Regions from separate parts of the Mus musculus genome. Here region 2 is linked to region 1. Evidence: chromatin contacts called from public Micro-C data. All regions are on one chromosome and are shown on one strand. The core of a region is the stretch at or near the end of the contact, and the rest is flanking DNA. Distances in the headings are between cores, read along the strand shown. Region 1 overlaps Sec24a (Sec24 related gene family, member A (S. cerevisiae)). Region 2 overlaps Sar1b (secretion associated Ras related GTPase 1B).

Region 1 (3,909 bases), core at 275-2,774:
CCACCTTGCAAGTGCTAGGATTATCGGTGCCATCAAGCTTGACTTTGGTTTTTCTTTTTTTTAGATTTATTTATTTATTATATGTGAGTACACTGTAGCTGTCTTCAGACACACCAGAAGAGGGCGTCAGATCTCGTTACGGATGGTTGTGAGCCACCATGTGGTTGCTGGGATTTGAACTCTGGACCTTTGGAAGAGCAGTCGGGTACTCTTACCCACTGAGCCATCTCACCAGCCCCTTGACTTTGGTTTTTAAAAATTAAATTGAAAAATATAATATATAGTGAACAGATAAGTGACATTAGTGAAATACAACTAATAATAGATTAATCAAGTCTCTCTCCTTTTTTCTTTCCTCCTCCTCTTCTTCCTCCTCTTCTTCCTCCTCTTCTTCCTCCTTTTCTTCTTCCTCTTCCTCTTCTTAGAGTTTTTGAATTTTGTTTCTGAGGCAGGGACTGATTTCAAACTCATGAGCTCAAGTGATCCTCTTGTTTTAGCCAAAGTTGTTTGAACTATAGGAATAAGCCATTTAGGTATAGCCCAGGAAACTATAAAGTTAAACATTAGGAACAACTGGTAAGAGCCTTCTGTGCTGGCTATCTTATGTCCACTTGGCACAAGCTAGAGTCACCTGAGAAGAGAAAACTTTAACTGAGAAAATGCTCCCACCAGATTGGCATTTCCCTCAATTAGTGAGTAATGTGAGAAGAGCCCGTTGTGGGCAGTGCCCGGGGGTAGAATTTTTCCTGTCCAATTACATTAGAATATTAGTGCAGCAGGAAGCTTGTGATTGGACAGGGAAAAGGGAGGCAGAACAAAGAGTTGCAGGGACAGAGAGCAGATGAACAGGAAGATCCTGATCCCACGGGGGTGGGATTGGTTTTAAGTAGCCACAGGTAGTTATAAACATCATATAGGGATAGAATAATTGGGATAACTTGTCTGATCTAGGTGGGCAGCTTGTATCATTATCATTTGGCCCTGAAATTATTGTGTAGGCATCTTGTGAATTGAGAATTTATTGATATAAATAATAAATAAATCTTTTAAAAAAGGTCAGATATATGTAAGTACACTGTAGCTGTCTTCAGACACTTTTTCTTCTCTCTCCAGTCTTGCTTGCTCTGGCCCAGATTTCTTTCTTTATTATGTAAAGTACGCTGGCTGTAGCTGTCTTCAGACACCCCAGAAGAGGGCATCAGATTTCATCACAGATGATTGTGAGTCATCATGTGGTTGCTGGGACTTGAACTGGGGAGCTTTGGAAGCGCAGTCAGTGCTCTTAACTGCTGAGCCATCTCTCCAGCCCTCTAAATCTGACTTGTTAATTATAAGCTTCTAGAGTTTTGTTTCTACTGGGTTGCTGGGTGTTGAGGTGCTGACTGCTGGGTGGATGGTCGTTGCGGTGCGTTGCGTGTGGCTGGCATGGCAGCCAAGAGAAGGGAACACAGGAGCTCTGGTCCTGCTGGAGAGTGGGCGGATGAAGTGCAGGAGCTTGGTGGTTCTTTTTAAATATTTCCCGCAACAGCGCCCCCTATGGTCTGGTGGTCTTGGCTGTGTAAGAAGCCTGACTGAGTAAGCCATAGAGAAACCTGTACACAGCACCCTCCATGGCTTTTCCATCAGCTGCTGCCCTGCGTTCCTGCCCTAACTTCTTTGATGATGAACTCTATGCTAAAAGAAGCCCTTTCTTCCAAGTTGACTTTGGTCATGGTGTTTTCTCACAGCAATAGACACTCTGAGACACCTTGTATACTATATCTGTATCTTTAAATCTCAAATTAGAAAAAAAGAGAGTATGTCTTAGAAAACTTAAAGTTAATATTTTCAGGAATGTCCCTAACTATCAAAGTTTCTGTACATTTACCTAGGAAAAAACAAACAAGGATTTAGGTAACAAACTCATTTCTGTACAGAATATAATCAGGCTTCACGTTTTTCGGAAGAAGCCACAGAACAGGGAGTTGGTCTTACCTCATCTGAGAGGTTGTCAACTCTGTACAAACTGGGATGTGTTGTGAGCATGAGGTGAACCAATGGCTGGCTTTTCACTTGACACATGGCAAAAATTCGTTCATCTAGACGTATACTTGTCCCAGTCTGGAAAGATTTCTGCAATAAAACAACACCCCGCCTCCCAACATTAGAAAAAGAGTTTTGTAAATGTCAATTGCTAAAAGATTATCATTAGACAGAATTAGCAAATTTATCATAAATTATTTTATCTTTGAAGAAGTCATTACCCTGTAGCCTCATCTGGAAGTCTCAACTAGTCAATACCTGACCATTGCTAAGTCACCCGATCTCCTGGTGTCTGTTTCCTCACTGCTAGGCTAGGCCTAACTGCAGTGACTGTGATGGAGCTGAGAAGCCTGGGAAGGATGGTACCCTGGCGACAAGATAAAGGTACACATGGCATAGCAAGAAGACCCCAGCAAGTGTGCCACGTCTGCTGGATGGTAATTGTTTCTTCCACAACGAGAGACATTAAAACTCAATACAGCAGATCCCACGGCCTCTGAAGCAGGGTGGTACCACACATGAGGACAGTGGCAGAGCAGAGCTGAGGCTGGGACAGTTTTAGTGCTGTAGTAGCTGCACTCAGGCTGGCGGAGCTGTGAGGTGAGGGCTAGTGTCTCAGTTGGTGGAGAGGAATACAAGAGGCAGAGAACAATGAATATTCACAGACTGAATGTGACTAGAACGCCTTCTCCAGGCAGGTTCAGGTAAACTGAGGCATCTGCAGGAAGCAAGAGTGTTTAATAACAGCAGAGCCTCAGTCTGTCACATGTCACTCACTGATGGCTCTATGCCAGGTGCTCCTCTATGGTGACTTTGCCAAAGAACCCAGACCAGCTTTTATGCCCAGGTCACTAACTTGTGAGGCTCCCCTAGAACAAGGCTGCCCTGGAAAGAGTCTGGGCAATTTTGTTCAATGATGTCTCTCCCATCCCCCTACAACATGCAGCACACTGTAAGCACTCAGCATGTGTCGAAAGCTGGTGGTCTAGCTCATCGCACAGAGGCTTTTTGGCATACCACGAGAAAAATTTTAGTGAATTATTTCACCTGTTAGTATTAAATAAATAGGGCCTGGAGAGATAGCTCAGTGATCCAGAGCACTGGTTGGTCTTGCAGAAGACCCAAATTCAGTTCCCAACACCCACATAGTGGCTTACAACCATCTGTAACTCCAGTCCCAGAAGATCTGATGTTTTCTGGCCTCCACAAGCACTAGGCACACTTGCAAGCAAAACACACAGACACAGAAAGTAAAGTAAATTTAAAACAAAGTATAAAAAAAATAATCACTGCACTTTTTTTCCAAGACAGGGTTTCTCTGTGTATCCCTGGCTGTCCTGGAACTCACTCTGTAGACTAGGCTGGCCTCGAACTCAGAAATCCACCTGCCTCTGCCTCCTTAGTGCTGGGATTAAAGGCGTGCGGCTACCACGCCCGGCAATCACTATATCTTATAGGTGAAATAATGCACTTACATCTTTTTCACTTACTGTTATTACATACTAGGTGCTGTGATTAAATAATGAATAAAAAAAGACAAAACCTTCCCAGCACTCGGGAGGCAGAGGCAGGCGGATTTCTGAGTTCGAGGCCAGACTGGTCTACAAAGTGAGTCCCAGGACAGCCAGGGCTACACATAGAAACTCTGTCTCAAAAAACCAAAACCAAAAAAAAAAAAAAAAAAAGACAAAAACTTTTGTATTCATGGTTTACTTCCTGAAAAAGGAGAAATAAAGGTGAATATAAAAATACACTCAAGATTTAGAGGTAGGTGGATCTCTGTGAGTTCAAGATCAGCCTGGTCTACAAAGTGAGTTCTACAATGAGGGTTACACGGTAAGACCTTGTCTCAACAACAAAAAAAGGAAAAATAATAAATCAGCAAAC
Region 2 (4,038 bases), core at 809-3,308, 82 kb after region 1:
AGTGGCTGTGGCTAGTGAAAGCACATTTAAGACACATGTGTTAATCTCTGGGGTATAAAGATTAGAGAATTAGAATCTAGAGCTGGGAGGATGGCTTGGTGGGTCAGAGTGCTTCCCTTGCAAACCTGAAAACCAAGTTCAATTCCAGCATTCACAGCGAAAGGAGAGAGCAGACTTCACGGGCTATCCTCTAAACTCCACAAGTTGCTCTGCACGCACACACTTGTACTCACAGGTACATCATTAGTAATACTACTACTAATAATATACATAGATAAAATATAGAATCAAATGGAGTTTGCTTGAAATTTCATCTCTACAATATTTTTCAGCTAGGCCATAAAGCTCAAGTCATTAGTTACTTCTCATCAGAGTAGTCTAAAAATTGTTTTCTCAGGCTGGAGAGTTAAGAGCACTTGTTATTCTTCCAGAGGCCCACATGGCTAATTGACAACTGTCTTTAGCTCCAGTTCTAAGGGCTCTGGTGTCTTCTGACTTCCACAGGAACCAGGTACACACAGTACACATACATACATACATACATACATACATACATACATACATGCAGGCAATACACGCATGCACATAAAATAATAAAATTTATTTTTTAAGAATAAAAATTGAGCCTGTGGTGATGGTGCCCACCTTTAATCCTAGCACTCAGGAGGCAGAGGGCAGCCTGTTCTATAGAGTGAGTTCTAGGACAGCCAAGGATGTCCCTGTTCCAAAACCCTGTCTCAAGAAAAAAAATTACCTTCCTGATTTTTTTTTTTTTTTTTTTTTGGTTTTTCGAGACAGGGTTTCTCTGTGTAGCCCTGGCTGTCCTGGAACTCACACTGTAGACCAGGCTGGCCTCGAACTCAGAAATCCGCCTGCCTCTGCCTCCCGAGTGCTGGGATTAAAGGCGTGTGCCACCACGCCCGGCTTTACCTTCATGATTTTTTTATAGACTTTAGTTAATTAATTTTTAATAAAAAATCAAAGAATTATTTGTAAAAAGTCTTTGATACATATATACATATAATTTTACCACTTATTAAAGATTAAGGCAAATTTGCATACTAATAAGATGGCTATATTTGCTTGTTTTTACATAAAGAATTAAATGATAGCTGAATATTTTTACTGTGAGACAGAATCTGTAACATTTTTCAAATTCCCTTTTTTTTCTGAGACAAGGTTTCTCTGTGTAGCCTTGGCTGTCCTGAAACTCGCTCTCTAGATCAGACTGGCCTCAAACTCAAGACCCACGCCAGGCCTGGCTCTTTCTTTCTCTTTTTAAGATTTATTTACTTTTATATGTTTGGGTGTTTAATGATTTAATGATTTTTACCCTCTTTTTATGCAACCGCAATCAGCAACTTAAGTAAAAGGGTTTTTTTGTTTTTTGTTTTTTTGTTTTGGATTTATTTATTTATTATATGTAAGCACCCTGTAGCTGTCTTCAGACACACCAGAAGAAGGCATCAGATCTCATTATGGGTGGTTGTGAGCCACCATGTGGTTGCTGGGATTTGAACTCGGGACCTTCAGAAGAGCAGTCAGTGCTTTTACCCGTTGAGCCATCTCGCCAGCCCTAAGCAACAGTTTTTAAAATAAGTCATTCAAAAACAGTACAATGCAGAGCTATATTAGTTTGATACTTACATTCTGAGAAACGGTGGTAGGAAAATATTGAAAGTCTTTGCTTTCTGAAATTAAACCATATCTTTCTTTCTTTTTTTATAAATTTATTTCATGTGCATTAGTATTTTGGCTACATGTATGTCTATGTGAGGGTGTCAGATCCTCTGGAACTGGAATTACACACAGTTGTGAACTGCCGTGTGGGTGCTGGAAACTGAGTCAATCCAGGTTCCCTGGAAGAGCAGCCAGTGCTCTTAACCACTGAGCCACCTCTCCAGCCCGTTATGTTTCTAGAAGAACAGAAAACTGTCTGCACAGCTAAGACCTTGCAGTTCCTCACATGGTAGTCGGGAATCCGAGCCAGGGCATCTGAAGCAGTGTTGCTTGGAGCTGTGTGGTGTGATGTGCCCAGTACATGTTCATGTGGTTGCACCAAGACTGCGGGGAAGCCAAGTGCTGCAACAGACGCACGTGAGCCAGCAGTGCCGGAGACACACCAGAATCAAGGCGCTCCGGTTTTTTAGTTTGTTTTTGTTCTTGAACATTCAGAAACCTTTGACTGTTATCAGATTTTTCTTGACCTACATTTTAAGAACCTGAAGAATGGGCTGGAGAGCGGGCAGAGTGGTTAAGAGCACTGAATGCACTGACCGGCTTTAATTCTCTCACTTACGTGATGCCTCCCAACCTTCTGTAACTCCAGTTCCAGGGGATCTGATGCCCTCTGCTGGCCTCTGTGGGGACTGCATGCACGTGGACAGACACACATACATACCAGCACAACTCATACACATAAAATAAAAACATTTAAAAAGCTGGGGTAAAATGCATGTGTACCAGGAATTCCCCAGGAAAGGGATAGAAAAAAATAAGTGAGATATCAGATCCCAGTTTTTCCACTCTGATGAAAATGGAAACTTAGGGCTGGAGAGACGGCTTAGTGGTTGAGAATGCTTGTTGCTCTTGCAGAGGACCTAGGTTCAAGTCTTAGCAACCACATGGAGATTCACAGCCACCCATAGCTCCAGTTCCAGGGAATCCAGCTCCTTTTGTTCTTCTTGGCTCCCAGGCACATATGCGCTGCATAGACACGTATGCAGGCAAGCACTTATGCATAAAAAGTGCAATAAATCCAAGAAAACTGTCACCTCTCAAATGCAAAGAGCTCGATGAATACCAAGCACAATGTGATGCAAACAACACTAAAGCCCCAGAAATGAAAGTGCTCGGGCCATTAACTGAGAAGAACACCTAGAGGAGGGAAGCAGAAAGACATGGGGCCCGCAGAGATCGCAGCTAAGAGAGAGGAAAGCATATCAGGCCAGGAGGTGGCTCAGTAGCCGTGGGCGCTTGCTGCCGAGTTGAGTATAAGGAGAGAGCAGACGCCCAACATTTGTTTTCTGACTTCCACACGTGCTTCCCCCCACTCTCACACACAGAAATAAGAAATCAAAGCAGAGAAGCAGCACATTTGTCATGAGAAACAAGGTAAGCTTGAAGACAGTGGAGAAATGTTTCTCTACTACTGAAAGAAAATGCTTTTTGTTTAGATTTACTTACTTGAGTATTTTTCACACATGCTTGTCTGTGTACCTCGTGTGCCTGGTGCCCTCAGGGTCAGAAGAGGGCATCGGATTCCCTGGGACTAGAGTTAGAGATGATTGTGAAAAGCTAGTGGGTGCTGGGACAAAGCCTTGGTCCTCTGGAGGGAGGAGCATCCAACTTAAGCACGGAGCCATGGCTCCAGCCTCCATTTGAATGCTCTCAGAGTTGAGGAAGAAATGTTCTTACAAGGCTATATGTTGACCATTTTGTCCCTAGCTGGTGGCACTATTTAGAATATTTTCATTAATTAAATTTGTTTTCTGGGGCTGGTGAGATGGCTCAGTGGGTAAGAGCACCCGACTGCTCTTCTGAAGGTCCGAAGTTCAAACCCCAACAACCACATGGTGGCTCACAACCACCCATAATGAGATCTGACTCCCTCTTCTGGAGTGTCTGAAGACAGCTACAGTGTACTTATATATAATAAAAATAAATAAATCTTTAAAAAAAATTGTTTCCTGTTTTGAATACAACAGTTTGTAACTTGCCAAGCTTGTACTTGGCACTAACACCCATCTGTTGTTGATTTCATACTTACCACTTAAACTTCAGAAATGAGAAATGTCAAAAAATACTGCACTTACACACACACACACACACACTGCTTAAATTAGTTGATGAGAGTTTATAGTGGTTTTCTAGTGACCTTAATAATGAGAGTCACTGTGTCTGTGAGTGTACACATGTGTGTGCAGCCTGTGTGCAGGCACCTGTGGAAGCAGAAGAGGGTGTTGGGTCCCCTCCCCTGCAACTGGAGTTGCAGGCAGTTGTGATCCACCTGATGTGGGTTTTGGGGACCAAGCTGCG

Evidence for each region. Hi-C and Micro-C count contacts between places; a contact is called where the count stands out from the background.
Region 2: a Micro-C map of embryonic stem cells shows a contact between it and region 1, with 2.7 times the contacts expected there. The contact joins two enhancer-like sites. A contact is called at or near these places in 5 of 15 datasets of contacts at CTCF or cohesin (CD8 T cells, the NIH/3T3 cell line, embryonic stem cells and 2 more), 50 of 484 Hi-C or Micro-C datasets (the AML12 cell line, B cells, the Ba/F3 cell line and 28 more), 5 of 115 datasets of contacts at active chromatin or transcription factors (effector CD8 T cells and embryonic stem cells) and 1 of 9 other capture datasets (embryonic stem cells).

The regions. Positions count from the first base shown.
Region 1 is chr11:51,702,302-51,706,210 of GRCm38.p6, forward strand. It overlaps Sec24a (Sec24 related gene family, member A (S. cerevisiae)), which reads right to left. Exons shown (of 23, transcript NM_175255.3): 19 at 1,975-2,112. Among named protein-coding and RNA genes, the nearest start is that of 0610009B22Rik, 16 kb to the left of the region's middle. Within about 2 kb of position 1,525, at least 31 of the 459 cell types and tissues checked have an H3K27ac peak or open chromatin away from gene starts, as enhancers often do. A contact at or near this core is called in embryonic stem cells, where this site is marked.
Region 2 is chr11:51,783,808-51,787,845 of GRCm38.p6, forward strand. The region is part of intron 4 of Sar1b (secretion associated Ras related GTPase 1B); the gene reads left to right. Among named protein-coding and RNA genes, the nearest start is that of Sar1b, 22 kb to the left of the region's middle. Within about 2 kb of position 2,059, at least 6 of the 459 cell types and tissues checked have an H3K27ac peak or open chromatin away from gene starts, as enhancers often do. A contact at or near this core is called in embryonic stem cells, where this site is marked.